5 separate regions of the Mus musculus genome follow, and all the other regions are linked to region 3. Evidence: chromatin contacts called from public HiChIP or PLAC-seq data. All regions are on one chromosome and are shown on one strand. The core of a region is the stretch at or near the end of the contact, and the rest is flanking DNA. Distances in the headings are between cores, read along the strand shown. Region 1 holds the start of Nanos1 (nanos C2HC-type zinc finger 1). Region 2 holds the start of Prlhr (prolactin releasing hormone receptor). Region 3 holds the start of Pdzd8 (PDZ domain containing 8). Region 4 has its middle 11 kb from the start of Gm34300. Region 5 holds the start of Cacul1 (CDK2 associated, cullin domain 1).

Region 1 (2,700 bases), core at 90-2,589, 1.4 Mb after region 3:
TCTGGATTGGTCTGCAGCTACTGATTCATGTTTGGTGACACTATTGAACTGGACTGCTGATATCCTGACAACAAAGGTCGGAATAACTACTTCTAAACAGGTCCATGACCCCCTTGTCCTATTAACCGTTCTTCCTCCCCTACCTTTGGTAGGCTATAAGGTAGCCTGATGTGTTGAAGAACCTTTATTGAAGTAGGTTTGTAAAAAAAAAAAAAAAAAAAAAAATCTAAGCCAAAACATGTGAATGTGACCTACCACCCAAAGAAAACTCACAGCATCAGAGGAGAGGTCTTACCACCTTGCTTCCATTGACACTGTACGGTACAGAGTGGGAAAGCTAGATCAGCCCTCTCCTCTGCAGAGCATTTTCTGACCCTCATCCTAGGTCACATTCCAGAAGAGTCCTCGGTGTCTTTTCCTAGTTTCAAATTATTTTTTGAGGTTGTTGGTGTTTATCACTTTAAGTTGCTTCTTTTCCAGGGAAGAGCAAGACTACTTCTTTCCCTCCTAGTAAGTCCTTTATTTTCCAGGGTTTTACCAAAAAGAGAAAATGTTATCTGTTTCAAAGCATTGAATATGCTGTTTTTCAAGTTCCACAGACCCTAGATTTCCATATAAGCACCCTGAAGAGGAGCTTCACACAAACTGGTCCGTAGTAAGAATTTCTAGCCCAGTTGTAGCCTCCACCTAACCTAAGTAAGTGAACAGCCTACGGCCCCAATTTCTGAACACCTGTTGGACCTGTTTTGATCCTCCACTACTCACTACCATATAAACTATATAAATCGTGAGCTTCCTCCCTGAGCCTCAAAGTTTGTGGGAGGACTTCACCCTGTGGAAAGTGCTCCAGAGCGCTGTGCCAACTGAAGTCACTGGGTCTTTAGCTGGGCTCTGATGGGAGCTAGCGCCTAGCCTTGCCTCCCCCAGCTTTTCTTGCTGATGATGATAAAAAGGAAAGTGGTAGCTTCAAACCATAAACCCGGTCCAGCCAAACCTGCAAGTGGATGCAAGTGCATCCCAGTTGCTTCATTGCGATCTGTGCCATTGGCATCCTCAATACCCCGCAGTGAAAAAAACAAAAACAAAAACCCAAGCTGGGTTACCGGCTGAGGTCTCCACGCTCGTGCAAAAGCAAGCCCCAGCCACCGCCTCATTCAGTCGCTTTCTGCACAGCCATTCCCTCCCAGCAAGCGCCGCCCGCCCCTTCCCCGATCGCCACCAATCAGCGTCCCGACCGGCGCCCGCGGAGTCAGGTCCGCAGCCATTGAGCGCCAGGGCCCGAGGCGGCGCCTCACCCGCCCCCTCGCAGGATGCCAGGCGCCCCGCAGCTGGTGAGGTGGGCGCAGCGCACGGGGCGCAGGAAACGCGCGGGGCTGGAGAAGAGCGCGCGCCCGCCTCCGCTCCGCCTCCGTCCGGGGGCGCGGGCGCAGTGGCCCGGGCGGAGGATCGCAGGGGGCAGGGCCGAGACAGCGAGGAGGGGCACAGGAGAAAGCGGGAGCGATAAAAGGAAGCAAGGCTGCCCTACCCCACGGCAGGCCGGCGGGCAAGCTCCTGCGTCCCTTCCGTCTGGCCCTTGCCGGCGGCGGCGGCGGGGAGGCGCGCGGCCCGCTGCCGGCCCATGGAGGCTTTCCCTTGGGCGCCACGCTCGCCCCGCCGCGCCCGCGCCCCCGCGCCTATGGCGCTCGTGCCCAGCGCCCGCTACGTGAGCGCCTCGGGCCCGGTGCACCCGCAGCCCTTCAGCTCCTGGAACGACTACCTGGGGCTTGCCACGCTCATCACCAGGGCTAGCGACCGCGGCTCCCCGCATGAGGGGCCCGGGCCCACGGCGGCGGGGCCCACGATGGGGCCGCCCGAGGACGATGAAGACGATGACGGCGAAGAGCCGGAGGCCGGGGGCCGCTACCTGGGCGGTGCGTTGGAACTGCGCGCACTAGAGCTGTGTGCCGGCCCCGCTGAGCCCGGGTTGCTGGAGGAGCGCTTCGCTGAGCTGAACCCGTTTGCAGGGCGCGCCGCCGCGGTTCTGCTGGGCTGCGCGCCCACCGCCTCCACCACCGCCGCCGCCGCATCCACGGCCGAAGTGACGCCGCGCGAAGAGCCAAGCCCTGCGTGGGCTGCCGAGCCTCGTCTGCACGCGGCTTCCGGGGCGACCGCCGCACGTCTGCTGAAACCGGAGCTTCAGGTGTGTGTGTTTTGCCGGAACAACAAGGAGGCGGTGGCGCTCTACACCACACACATCCTCAAGGGCCCGGACGGCCGGGTGCTGTGCCCGGTCTTGCGCCGCTACACGTGCCCCCTGTGCGGCGCCAGCGGCGACAACGCACATACCATCAAGTATTGCCCGCTCTCCAAAGTGCCACCGCCCACCGTCCGCCCGCCGCCGCGCAGCAACAGGGACAGCCTGCCCAGCAAGAAGCTGCGCTAGGAGCGGGCTGCATCAAGCTGTGTACACCTGAAACCTGCGCTCCTCTCCCTTGCCTCAATTTGGGAAGTCGTCTTGATTTTACGGAAGCCGCAGGAGCGCAGCACTTTCTTGTGGAGTGGTCGGTCTCTGACGTTGAAATCTTGAATTTTGTCCCTAGTTTCTAAAACGCGCATCCAGAACGGTGAGGGCTGAGCGGGTGTACCACCGGTTGAGTTGCGGTGAATGAGGCGCTGTTTACTGTATACGTCGGCCTAGTTTAGGTGCGCAACCGTATGAAA
Region 2 (2,700 bases), core at 139-2,638, 1.1 Mb after region 3:
ATGTGTTGGCTTAACTTTGGTGCTGGGAATAAGATCTCACGACGACCTCTGGGGCTAAGGGATATGAATTTCCCCAGCTCGGACCTGGCAGAGCGACATCAGATGACCACGCTGACAGTCATGTTCTGGCCATGAGGCACAATCTTGCGGGGCCAGGACAGCAGCATCTTGCGCAGCTCCTCTCGAAAGCTGTCGTGCAGCCATGCATAGATGAAGGGGTTGTAGCAGGCGGAGCTCATAGCAAGCCAGTGGCAGAGTAGCTGCACCAGCCCGAAGGCGTAGGGGTCGATGGCACGCGGGTCCAGGTCTCGCAATAGGTTGAAAATGTGCAGCGGCAGCCAGCAGACCGCGAACACTACCACCACCACCACCAGCAGACAGAAAGTGCGGCGGCGACGCGCTCGGTCCCAGTCAGCTTGACTCTGGGTCACGCTGCCAGGCACCACGCGGTTCCTCAGCTTCACTGACACCCGTACGTAAGACAGGAGGATGGCCAGCAGGGGGAGCAAATAGGTGCCCAGAAGCAGCCCCCAGGCGTAGATCTGGCGTTGGCGCTCCTGCGAGCCCCAGAACTCCTCGCAGAGGCTCACGTCGTGGGGCTTGAGCTCCACATGGTAGGTGTGCACCGCGGCCGGCAGCGCCAGCACTGCAGATAGAGCCCAGATGCCCAGCACCGCGTAGGCGCTGAGCCTCAGTGAAATGCGCCGACGTAGCGGGTGCACCAGAACCACATAGCGGTCCAAGGCGATTGTGGTGAGTGTGAACACCGATACATAGACGGTGACCGGCTGCAGGAAGAAAACCAGATGACACAGGCCTCCACCGAACACCCAGCCCCGAGGTTCAAAGGCATAAGCTAGCGTGAGAGGCACACAGGCGGCACACATGAGCACGTCGGACAAGGCCAGGTTGCCAATGAGGAAGTTGGTCACGTTGTGCAGCCGGCGCACGCGCGCGATCACCAGCACAAGCAGGCAGTTGCCCACCAGACCCACGACCACCACGATGCTGTACAGCATCACGATCAACCCCTTCAGCTGGTGCACCAGCTGCAGGCTCTGGAACGGCGTGACTGCTGCAGCTCGGGGAACCGTTGCAGACAGGTTGCCCTCCGAGGCCTCTGCGCTCTGGTTGGCTGGAGTCGAGCTAGCTGGCAACAGCCCAGAAGACAAATCGGGGTCTCCAGTGGTCTCAGTGGACAGTGAGGTCATGGCTACCTGTTCAAAGGTAATCAAAGTTGTCACTTTCCATCTTCCCTCGTGTACCTTTTCCCACCACCCAACTCCTCTCTTGGACACAAGACCCAGAACATCAAGCGCAATGAATGTTGTCCTTCCAGTTCTATAAAAATAAGCCTAACACAGGTTCTTTAAACAGCTCCTATTCGTGGATAGCTCTCGCGGTCCCCGGAAGGCAGACCGGGGAGCTGGCCCTACCTGTGAGCAGGCTTGGCTGGCGGGAAAAGGCTCTCAAAGGCGGGAGCAGACCGCCTGCTGTTCCTCAGGGGTCCTCAGCCAACAATGGACGCTCGCTCGGGTTGCTCTCTTCTACTAACGGATTCAGTAGTTCCCAGTGGGTCAGCAGCTTGTGAGGGGTCTGGGAGCTCCTCCCCTCCACCTCTTCCTGACTTCAGCTCTCCCTTCAATGGAAGATGGGGGCGGAGCTTACTGCCCAACTCTGTGCTTAAGAGGAGCAGCATGTGTAGTAGGAATAAGCAAGAAAGGGGGTGGGGCCAGGAACCTGGGCCCCACGCTCCAGGGTGATCTCCACTTCGGAAGTGTGCAGTGCCCCTGGAGAAGCTGTTCCAGAGGGGCGTGTCCCAGGGGATGACAGAGGAGGTGCGGGAAGCGCCAATTTGTGATGTCCACCAGGTGTAGTCTCCAAAGGCTGAGAGGATTTGGAAATAGGGAAATGTAGATAAACTAGGGAGTGAAGGGAAGTCCTCACAGGACAGCTCCAGATCCTGCAGAGCTCCAACTGCAGCTGACAGAGTCGCTAGAGTTTGGGGTCTAGCAGAGCTTTGTTATGCTGCACCTGTCGCTGGTCAGGGATTTTAGGGCTCTAGCACTCCAGTGTATCCTTTGAGCCTTTTGCAGGTGTGGTGGCCAGAGTTTCCTCTCAAAGGGAAAAAATCAGCACCACGGGCAGCTCCCCAGTGCTGTGTGGGTACGGCGCAAGGGGGCTCGCGACAATCGAAATTACTGCAGCTCTGTGGATCTGAGGCTTGCTCCCTGGAGCAAAAAAAAAAAAAGAAGTGCAGGATGGAGATTGAAGGGTGACTTTGGCTCCGATATGGATCATCACCAGGGACCGTGCCATCATTTACCTCCCTAGCTCAGAAAAACGCAGCCATCAGGCCAGTTTGTGCTCTATAAATTCACCCCAATATCTGAACCCTGCCACTCTTTGCTCATTTCTCTTTGTCGCTACAGCAACCCAAGGCGCCACCTGTCCTAGCAGAGATTGTTGAGTTCCTGACTTTCTTGTCCTCCTAGAATAAAAGCCCTTCCTATGTCGGTTTAGATATTTTTTTCTTTTTTACGTACTAGCGGTTGCAGGGTTTCAGAAAGAATAACAAAGGTGACATTTGAAAAGGTTAAGTTTCATAAGATCTTTAGTAGCATGAAGTTGTCACTGAAATATAAGTTAAGCTGCACAGTGAGAGGTCTGTCAGGAAAGGGGCTTTGTAACCACCCTGTT
Region 3 (2,700 bases), core at 74-2,573:
GGTTGCAACAACCACACACAAGTGTGTCTCAACAGACCCAGGAGAGGCACTCACTGACTGGCCAGGGACAAGGCGCTCAGGCCTCCAGCTCCCTGTGCTGCCTTGGCAGCACGGGAAGTGCCCACTACCCGCCTTTCTTTGCTTGGGGGCCTCAGTCCAGGTGGAAGCAAACTGCAGGCCAGGGTCGTGCTGGGAATCTGCCTTGGCCCTTCCCTGGCTAACCTCCCCCGGGTAGCCTCGGCTCCCCTGACCCTCCTCTCACCTGATCTTGTAACTGGGCAGGGTGTGCTTGCGCTTGATGATCTTCTTGAGCTGGTTGACGATGATGGAGGTGAGCTGGGGCATGGGCCGCCCCTCGAACTGGGAGCGCACCTCGAAGTCAATCAGCGGGTCCTCCACGAAGGAGAAGAACCAGTGGGTGAAGGGCACGCGGGTGAGGACGAAGCGCAGCCTCCCCACCACGCGAGACAGCTTCACGAACAGGTAGGCGGACTTGCCAAACACCAGGTCCACGTCGATGGCCAGGTGGAAACCGCCGTTGTACTCCACCTCCGCTTCAAAGGCCAGCTCCTCCGGGCAGGTGGCGGGCAGCGCGTCCCCGTCGGGGTCGTCGGGCTCGCCGGTGCCCGAGGCCACCACGGGCCGCACCAGCCGGATGGTCTTGATGAAGGGCACCGTGTCGCCCAGGAACACGTCGCGCAGACTCAGCCCCTCCAGCAGGCGGCCGGCCGTCTTGGTCTGCAGCAGCTCCTCGAACTCCACCTTGATCTTCTTGGTGACCCAGCGGCGGGCGAGCGCGGTGTCCCGCAGCTCCCGGAACAGGAACAGGATGGTGGCGTTGAGGAAGTAGCAGGTCTCCAGCGTCGGCGGGGCCGGGCTGTCGGGGGTCGGGGTCGAGCTGGCGCCGGCCTCGGAGGAGCAAGCAGCGAGCTCCTCGGCGCCGCCGCCATAAAGGTACTCCCTGAGGGGCAGGCCCGGCACCGGCTTAAGGTAGCGGAAGCCGTCGCCCGCGCGGGCCGCTTCGTCCGCCCGCGGCTCGGGCTGTCTGCGGTAGAGTAGCAGGAACTGTGCGAGCAGCGTGAGGAACGAGCCCAGCACGGCCGACGCCAGGATCAGGAGCAGCAGCCCCATCCCGCCGCCCCCGCCGCAACCCTCGGCCTGCTCCCGCGCTCTCCGCGCCGCCCTCCTCCTCACGCCGTCGCCCCCGCCGCCTCCATCTTGAGGACATCGGTCGCGGATGAGCGGCTCCCTGGGCCCGAACCGAGCGTCCGCAGTCCGACGCTGCCTGGCGGCGCCTTAGCCCGCCGCGGCCCCGCGCCTCCTCAGACGCTCCCCCGGGGGCGGCCCGAGCGGCGGACCGGCGGCGGGCGAGGGCGGGAACGGCGCCTCCCCACAGAGCCTGCGCTCATTGGGCGAGCGGCGCGTGACGTCAGAGCGTGCGCGCCCCCGGCGCCGGGCGCCCCGGCGCGCTTGGACGCGGGTCCTTTCCCACCTCTCGGCGCGCTTCCAGCGCCGCTCCCCCCACGCCCCTGCATTCCTGCCGCCGGCGGCGCGGCGATCCGTGCGTCCGTCGTCTCCGGAGGGCGCGAGATAACGGAAGGAGACCTGGATAAGTCGGGCTGACGGGGCCCGGCGCGGCCGTCCGTTATTCCGCGCCCATCCCCCGCGGCGGCCGTGGGTCCTGCCGGATACCTCTGTGGCGACCGCCCAGCATCCCTCAGTGTGTTGCTGCCTCCCCTGCAGGGCAGCGCCGCAGAGAGCCTGAGCACAGGCGGTTGGGACACTGCCCGAGCCGGCCAGAGGACAGACTGCATCAGGGATTGCCATCGCTAGCCCGCACAGACCGGCAGACCTGCATCCGCAGAGAATGGGCCCCGAGAAGGGACCAAGCGGAACCGCGAGAAGGGGACTAACTTTCCTACCTTGGGGATTTCAATTTAAGTGAGAAAGAAGTTTATTTGAGGTCTGGGAGGAGTGGGTGAGCTGAGTGAATTTGCCAGCATATTGGAAGGTGTCTTAGCGACTCCATTCAGATTGTTCACGCCCCCCTCCTCCCTTCTTTCCTCTCTGAGGGCATTATCCGGAGTCCATCCCTCAGGCCATTACTTTTAGTGCCTACCAATTTCACAGAATAACCCGTGGTACCCGTGGCATAGTAAAGAAATTGCTTAGGGGTCACATCGTGGGATCCTAAGTCCTTGGTTTCTACTTGGCATAATAACACGGAGGATGCTGGAGGTTTTTTTTGGGGGGGGGGGTTGTTTGTTTGTTTGTTTTTCGAGACAGGGTTTCTCTGTGTAGCCCTGGCTGTCCTGGAATTCACTGTGTAGACCATGCTGGCCTCGAACTCAGAAATCCACCTGCCTCTGCCTCCCAAGTGCTGAGATTAAAGGCGTATGCCGCCACCGCTCAGCTTAGCTTTTTGGTTTTGAAAATAAAAAATAATAAAAATTTAAAAAGCCGATCAGGGATCAGGTCCCAGTTGCTCCATAAAGGAGAGTTGGAGATGCAGAGACTGGGAAAAGTGGAAGATTTTGCAGAGGGTACCAATAGAGCCAGAAGCCTTTGTGTTCCCTGGCAACGGTGTTTCCTCTGGTGCTTTCTGACTACTCAGTTGTTACATCACAGTTTTTATCTGTCCTCACCGACACAACTTGTCTAGTCCTAGGGAGGTCAGGTATTCCGCTACTAAAACCCTCG
Region 4 (2,700 bases), core at 9-2,508, 1.1 Mb after region 3:
GATCTTGCAAAAATGATATCGATTTTGTCGAGCCTTCTCTACAATTCCACATACAGACACCTCCCTTACCTTGTTCTCTTAATGGAAAGTTTGAGACGTTTTGAGGTGTGGTGAAGACAATTGACAACCCACTGTCCCAACTTCATGTTGTAATTATGGCTCCTGACTTGTGAACACAAGTAAAAAGGACATCAAAAGTCTCTACAGACTCGACTGTTCACCGTAGTATTACAGACTTCTCGTTCACACAAATCAGAAAGTTGGATTCGAGGTGGCTGTTTCAAACAGAAAGCTGATTACTCATTTGAAAAAGGTAGTGTTCCTGTTTTCTGCAATTAACTACATTCTTGAAAAGCAACAGGCATGGAAAAATCACACGTCTATGGTGATTTTTTTTCAAAGAAAACAATTAGTACCCATATCAAAAAAGCTAATTCAGATTAATTAAAGAACACCCACATCAGTTAAATATAATACTTCCTCTTTCACTTAACCCACTGTATTACAGTGTGTTGTTTAAAAGTGTTGGGTTTCAAGATAATAAAGAATGGCAGCTGAAGTGTCTGGGGCTTGGAAAAAAACTTTAGGGTCTGCAGCCATTTTAATTGCACATAATTATGGATAAGGAAGTGGAACAATTTAATTTCTGGGCTTTCATGCTATTAGAAAGCTAATGGAACAGTATCAGAATTGGTTATTTAAGTAAAATTGCAAGAAGCTGGTTTTCATTCTGAAGCAGAAATGGAAACTAGATGGGAAGCTGAATAGCCATTCCAGTGTTTTCATTTATGTGATCGAATGGTAATTCAAAATCTACTGGAAATTATGGGGGGATTAGAACAAATAAAGTCAACATACTTTTGAAATATTTGGGTTTTTTTTTAATTTGGTAAGTAGAGAAAAATGTGTCAAAGACAGAGTTCACTCCTGTGTGGGCCAAGTGAATCTGGGAGACTCAAGACACATGCAGTGGTCTAAGAGGGAGCTGCTGTGCAAGAGGTCACAGTGGGAAGGAATGTCAGCTTTTAATAACAGCCTTTTATTATTCTATAATGTCATTTACTAAAATGAGGGCCTAGGGCAATAGCTCAGTGGGTCAAGTGCTTGCCCACAAGTGTGAGAACCTGAGTTAGGATTCCCATCATCTATGTAAAAAGCTGGGTATGGCAGTGAGCACCAGCCCCATGCAAGGGAGACCTGGAGACAGGCAGATCCCAGATTTCTGCTGGGAAGCCAGTCTAGGGAAATCACAAGCAAATACAAGTGTGTGTATATGCATGTGTGTGTATGTAAGTGTGGAGGCCAGAGGCCAGCACCAGGCATCTCCCCCATGCTTGCTACCTTAATTGTTTTGAAACAGGCTCTATTGCTAGACCTGGAACTTGCTGATTCAGCTAGAGGGACTGGCTGGCAAGCTCCCAGGTCCTTCTGTCTCAAAGTCCTCCAGTGCTGGGATTACAGGCATGCTCCATAATACTGTCTTTTGTTTTGTTTTGTATTAATGCTAGGGATTGAGCTCAGGCCATTATGCTTGTAGAGCAAACATTTGGCTGTAAATCCCTCACGTAGCTCTCCTCTTCATGACTATTGTAACTTCTATAGGAGTTGACCTGCCACGCTTTAAACATGTGCTGCCAAAATTTATCATCTTACAGTAAGCAGTGAGCACACAGTGGAATAGTATGGGTCTCTGATGCCTTCCTTGGGGCACCCTCCTTGCACTGGAGGAATGTTTTCATGAAGATGTGGTCTGCTGAAAGCTTCAAATATACATAAAGATTTCCAAAAGACACTTTTTTTCAAAATTTGAATGTTTTAGAGATAGTTCACATGGAAATACATTTCTCTTTTCTGGGCTTTGAACAAAGTAGAACACATTCTAAATGTTCCTCTCAGAAGACCAGGACTTTTTTTTAATTAGATATTTTTTTCATTTACATTTTAAATGCTATCCCAAAAGTCACCTATACCCTCCCCACGCCCTGCTTCCTGGCCCTTGCATTCCCCTGTACTGGGGCATATGATCTTCTCAAGACCAAGGGCCTCTCCTCCCATTGATGACCGACTAGGCCATCCTCTGCTACATATGCAACTAGAGACACAGCTCTGGGGGGTACTGGTTAGTTCATATTGTTCCTCCTATAGGGTTGCAGACCCCTTTAGCTCCTTGGGAACTTTCTCTAGTTCCTTCATTAGAGGACCTGTGTTCCATCCAATAGATGACTATGAGCATCCACTTCTGTATTTGCCAGGCACTGGCATAGCCTCACAAAAGACAGCTATATCAGGGTTCTTTCAGCAAAATCTTTCTGGCATATGCAATAATGTCTGGGTTTGGTGGTTGTATATGGGATGGATCCCCAGGTGGGGCAGTCTCTGGATGGTCCTAAACACTATGACTCTCTTCTCCAAGTGTCTAATGTGTCTCATGGACCTAAGAACATTTCAAAGTAGGAAGTGTGGATACACCCCCCCCCAGGTCTACTGTCATTGACACCAGGAAATTGTTTCTAACTGAGAAAAAAAAACTTTTATGACCTCAGCCTTCTAAGGGCTACCCTATTTGCCAAGAGGCCCTGTGTTCCTTGGTGTGTCAGTCTTCCTGATGCTTTGTCTGGGAAAAGTAGAACAGACCTTCTGAGTATCTTGGGATGTAGAGCCTTCGGGACACTGACAATAGGCTCTTTAACTTAGAACTGA
Region 5 (2,700 bases), core at 149-2,648, 1.2 Mb after region 3:
GGAAGCACACTGCCTGATTGTGAACATTTTGGGGTCAGTTTTTATCTTCTATCTGCAAGTGAATTTCAAGGCAGACCGCTAAAAAGTTCAACCTGCGGTAGGATCCTGGTTACAGTCACTTGCTGAACCGCTTCTCTGGAACGTGATTTTACACATCAACTTCAAAGACTTGTAGCAGTTCCCACTACATAGTAGAAGTAACTAAGAATTCCCTGACAGGATGCAAAAACTCACAGAGAACAAAGAGTTGCTAGAGACCAACGTTCAGAAGCCCGATTTGCTAAAAGTACAGCGGCAAAGAATACAAGAACACATTTCTTTGCTCTCTGGTTGAAAAAAAAAGACGAAAGGCCTCTAACGAAATTCAAGACCGCCTTACTTTTCCCTCTCGCTCTGTAAGGTGAAACTTTGAAGGGGACACCCTAGAGAAGAGCTTACTAATGTTGAGAGATGATCAGGAGTATTAAAGATCTTTTCTAAAGCATAAGCTGAGGCTGCGCAGGTGTAACAGGCAACACTGGCTGGCTGGCCGGATACTGGCCGCAGACACCGAATCAGGGTGGGAGGGTTAAGAGAAGGAAAGAGAACTAAGCCTGGAACAAAGGAAGTGGAGTTACTCTCAGGGCGGGGGGATTCCACGAGCTGGTGTGGAGAAGCCTGGCTGGGGGGTGGGGGTGGGGTCGTGGAGGAGGGACAGACTCACGGAACTTGGAGGTGGAGGTGTTGATGTTGATAGTGGAGCTGGAGGTGGGGGCAGGGGCCGTCTTGGCCACCGCGGCGGCTGCGTCGCAGCTCTTCAACATCATGATCACCCCGTTTGGTTCCGGCAAGGGCGGAGGCCCCATCGGGAGCCCTTCCTTAGGACCCTTCCTCTCCATGGAGCCCGCGTGCACAGCCAGCAGCTGTCCCCCCGGGAGTTCTCGGCCTGGATCCGGGATGGACGACGAGGGCCGCGGCGGCGGCGGCGGGGGCAGCGGCGGGGCCGGCGGAGGCTGGCGGAAACTGTCCGCGGCGGCCTCCCAGTTGTTGTGATTCTGGTCGTCCATCATTGCCTCGTAGGTGAGCATTTCCTCCTCCTCCATGCTCTCCTCCATCCCGCCGGGCCGCGGCTTCCCAGGCACCTGCCCGCCCACCTCAGCCCCCGGGCCTGGGAGCGCAGAAGCCGCCTCGAGTTCACATCGCCCGGAGCCCTCGCGGGTGCGGCGGAAAATCCAGTGGCGCACCGAGCGCTTTCGCCCTCCGTCAAGACGACTCCGCCGGAGGAACCGCTGACTGAGGTGGGCACTCCCGGGGTCTGGTTCTGAGAGGCAGCCGCAAAGGGCTGACGTCCCTCACGACATTTTACAGCAGTTTCTTCTGGCCTTTGGAAAGGGCTCTGGGGGAGCGGCCAGGAAGGCACGTGATGCGAGGGACGGCCTGGAGAAAGCTGGGCGAAAAGGGGGCGGGAGCTATGAGTCACCTCAAGGCGAATGCACCCAGCGGCGCGATTCCCTCTCCCTCCCCTCCCCACTCCCCCCTCCCCATCAGTTTAGACCAGGTGTCCAGACCCGGATTCGCTGGCCCCGCCCCCGGCCGACATTACGTGATAAAGGACTTTGGTCTGCGCACGCGCATTCTCTAACTTGTTGCCACAACTAGTCTGGGTGTGCCCGAGAGTGGACCCAAAAACGGCGCACCAACGCTCTTATGTTTAACAGCCCCCTTCCCTTTTCTTTTTTAGTCTTTTCGTCTTTTCTTTTTTCTTTTTGTACTCCAAACTGGGCTCCAACTAACTCCAAGCAGTCCTCTTTCCTCAGCCTTCTGAGTGTCCCTTCATACCCCATGCTGGCTAACCTTTCCATAGTGAGGGTCCCCCACCGACACAGGCTTTTTGCCACCCAGACCTTGACCTCGCAGCCTGAGCCTTTGCTTGGGGAATGAAAGGACAGTGTGGCAGTAGGCCCTGGGTACAGACTCCAAAGGGTAGACTGTTGGTGTGTGCCGTTTTTTAGCCCTAGGTATCCCAAACTAAGAAGGACAGAATATTGATTCAGAAATTGCACAATATACATTCCTTCCCAGAGTATGTGAAACATTTACAAAAGATAAACATACTGTGTCTCTAAGCAAGTGTCTCTGCATGTCTGAGGACTGACATAACCACATTCTCTGACCACTGTGCAGTTAGAAACTATTAGGGTTCTCTAGAGTCACAGAACTTATGGAATGTCTCTATGTATTAAGAGAAATTATTGGGATGAATGACAGTCTGCAGTCCAGCTAACTTAGCAATGGCCAGCTGTGATGGGGAGCTCTAAGAATCTAAGTAGTTGCTCAATCCCACCAGGCTAAGTCAGCTGGTCTTCTGTATAAACTAGAATCCTGAAGAAATAGGTTCCAACAGATGTGTTGGCAAGTGCAAGCAGGCAAAGAATGAATGCTTTTTCCATTGTCCTTATGTAGACCTCCAGCAGAAGGTGCGGCCCAGATTAAAGATGTGTACCACCATGCCTGGACCTAAGCTTTTGTTTAATGGAACTTGCTCTGTCTCAGGCTGGGCTTGAACTCAGAGATATGCTTGCCTCTGTCTCCTGGGATTAAATGTGTATACCATCTTGTCTGGGCCTAAGCTTTTCCTGGGCACTGTGCCTCAAGTTCTAGATCAAAAGTGTGTGTCATCCCATGTCAAGACCTGGGTGTCTTCCAGCTTCAAGATCGGGA

Evidence for each region. HiChIP or PLAC-seq counts read pairs in DNA pulled down with a chosen protein or histone mark.
Region 1: an H3K27ac HiChIP or PLAC-seq map of thymic regulatory T cells shows a contact between it and region 3, with 8 times the contacts expected there. The contact joins the promoter of Nanos1 here to the promoter of Pdzd8 in region 3. A contact is called at or near these places in 2 of 39 promoter capture datasets (erythroid cells and hippocampal neurons), 3 of 484 Hi-C or Micro-C datasets (the G1E-ER4 cell line, embryonic stem cells and myeloid progenitors), 4 of 115 datasets of contacts at active chromatin or transcription factors (the NIH/3T3 cell line, pancreatic cancer cells, pro-B cells and 1 more) and 2 of 9 other capture datasets (embryonic stem cells and liver).
Region 2: an H3K27ac HiChIP or PLAC-seq map of stem cell-derived neural progenitor cells shows a contact between it and region 3, with 6 times the contacts expected there. The contact joins the promoter of Prlhr here to the promoter of Pdzd8 in region 3. A contact is called at or near these places in 10 of 39 promoter capture datasets (the 3T3-L1 cell line, 3T3-L1-derived adipocytes, cranial neural crest and 6 more), 1 of 484 Hi-C or Micro-C datasets (embryonic stem cells) and 8 of 115 datasets of contacts at active chromatin or transcription factors (the 230-238 cell line, T-cell acute lymphoblastic leukemia, astrocytes and 5 more).
Region 4: a contact with region 3 is called in an H3K4me3 HiChIP or PLAC-seq map of embryonic stem cells, with 6 times the contacts expected there. The contact joins the enhancer-like site here to the promoter of Pdzd8 in region 3. A contact is called at or near these places in 3 of 39 promoter capture datasets (cranial neural crest, hippocampal neurons and second pharyngeal arch cranial neural crest) and 10 of 115 datasets of contacts at active chromatin or transcription factors (the NIH/3T3 cell line, acute myeloid leukemia, differentiating embryonic stem cells and 6 more).
Region 5: a contact with region 3 is called in a FOXA1 HiChIP or PLAC-seq map of pancreatic cancer cells. The contact joins the promoter of Cacul1 here to the promoter of Pdzd8 in region 3. A contact is called at or near these places in 14 of 39 promoter capture datasets (the 3T3-L1 cell line, 3T3-L1-derived adipocytes, the HPC-7 cell line and 9 more), 7 of 484 Hi-C or Micro-C datasets (CD4 T cells, CD8 T cells, the N1E-115 cell line and 3 more), 19 of 115 datasets of contacts at active chromatin or transcription factors (the 230-238 cell line, the SCID.adh cell line, acute myeloid leukemia and 12 more) and 1 of 9 other capture datasets (adipose tissue).

The regions. Positions count from the first base shown.
Region 1 is chr19:60,754,648-60,757,347 of GRCm38.p6, forward strand. It overlaps Nanos1 (nanos C2HC-type zinc finger 1), which reads left to right and starts at 1,340. Exons shown (of 1, transcript NM_178421.3): 1 at 1,340-2,700. The coding sequence starts at 1,619. The coding sequence ends at 2,422.
Region 2 is chr19:60,466,916-60,469,615 of GRCm38.p6, forward strand. Prlhr (prolactin releasing hormone receptor) reads right to left here and starts at 1,389. Exons shown (of 1, transcript NM_201615.2): 1 at 1-1,389. The coding sequence starts at 1,211. The coding sequence ends at 99.
Region 3 is chr19:59,344,457-59,347,156 of GRCm38.p6, forward strand. It overlaps Pdzd8 (PDZ domain containing 8), which reads right to left and starts at 1,324. Exons shown (of 5, transcript NM_001033222.3): 1 at 263-1,324. The coding sequence starts at 1,131.
Region 4 is chr19:60,396,468-60,399,167 of GRCm38.p6, forward strand. No RefSeq gene overlaps it. Among named protein-coding and RNA genes, the nearest start is that of Gm34300, 11 kb to the left of the region's middle. Within about 2 kb of position 1,259, at least 1 of the 459 cell types and tissues checked has an H3K27ac peak or open chromatin away from gene starts, as enhancers often do.
Region 5 is chr19:60,579,625-60,582,324 of GRCm38.p6, forward strand. It overlaps Cacul1 (CDK2 associated, cullin domain 1), which reads right to left and starts at 1,399. Exons shown (of 9, transcript NM_030197.2): 1 at 704-1,399. The coding sequence starts at 1,094.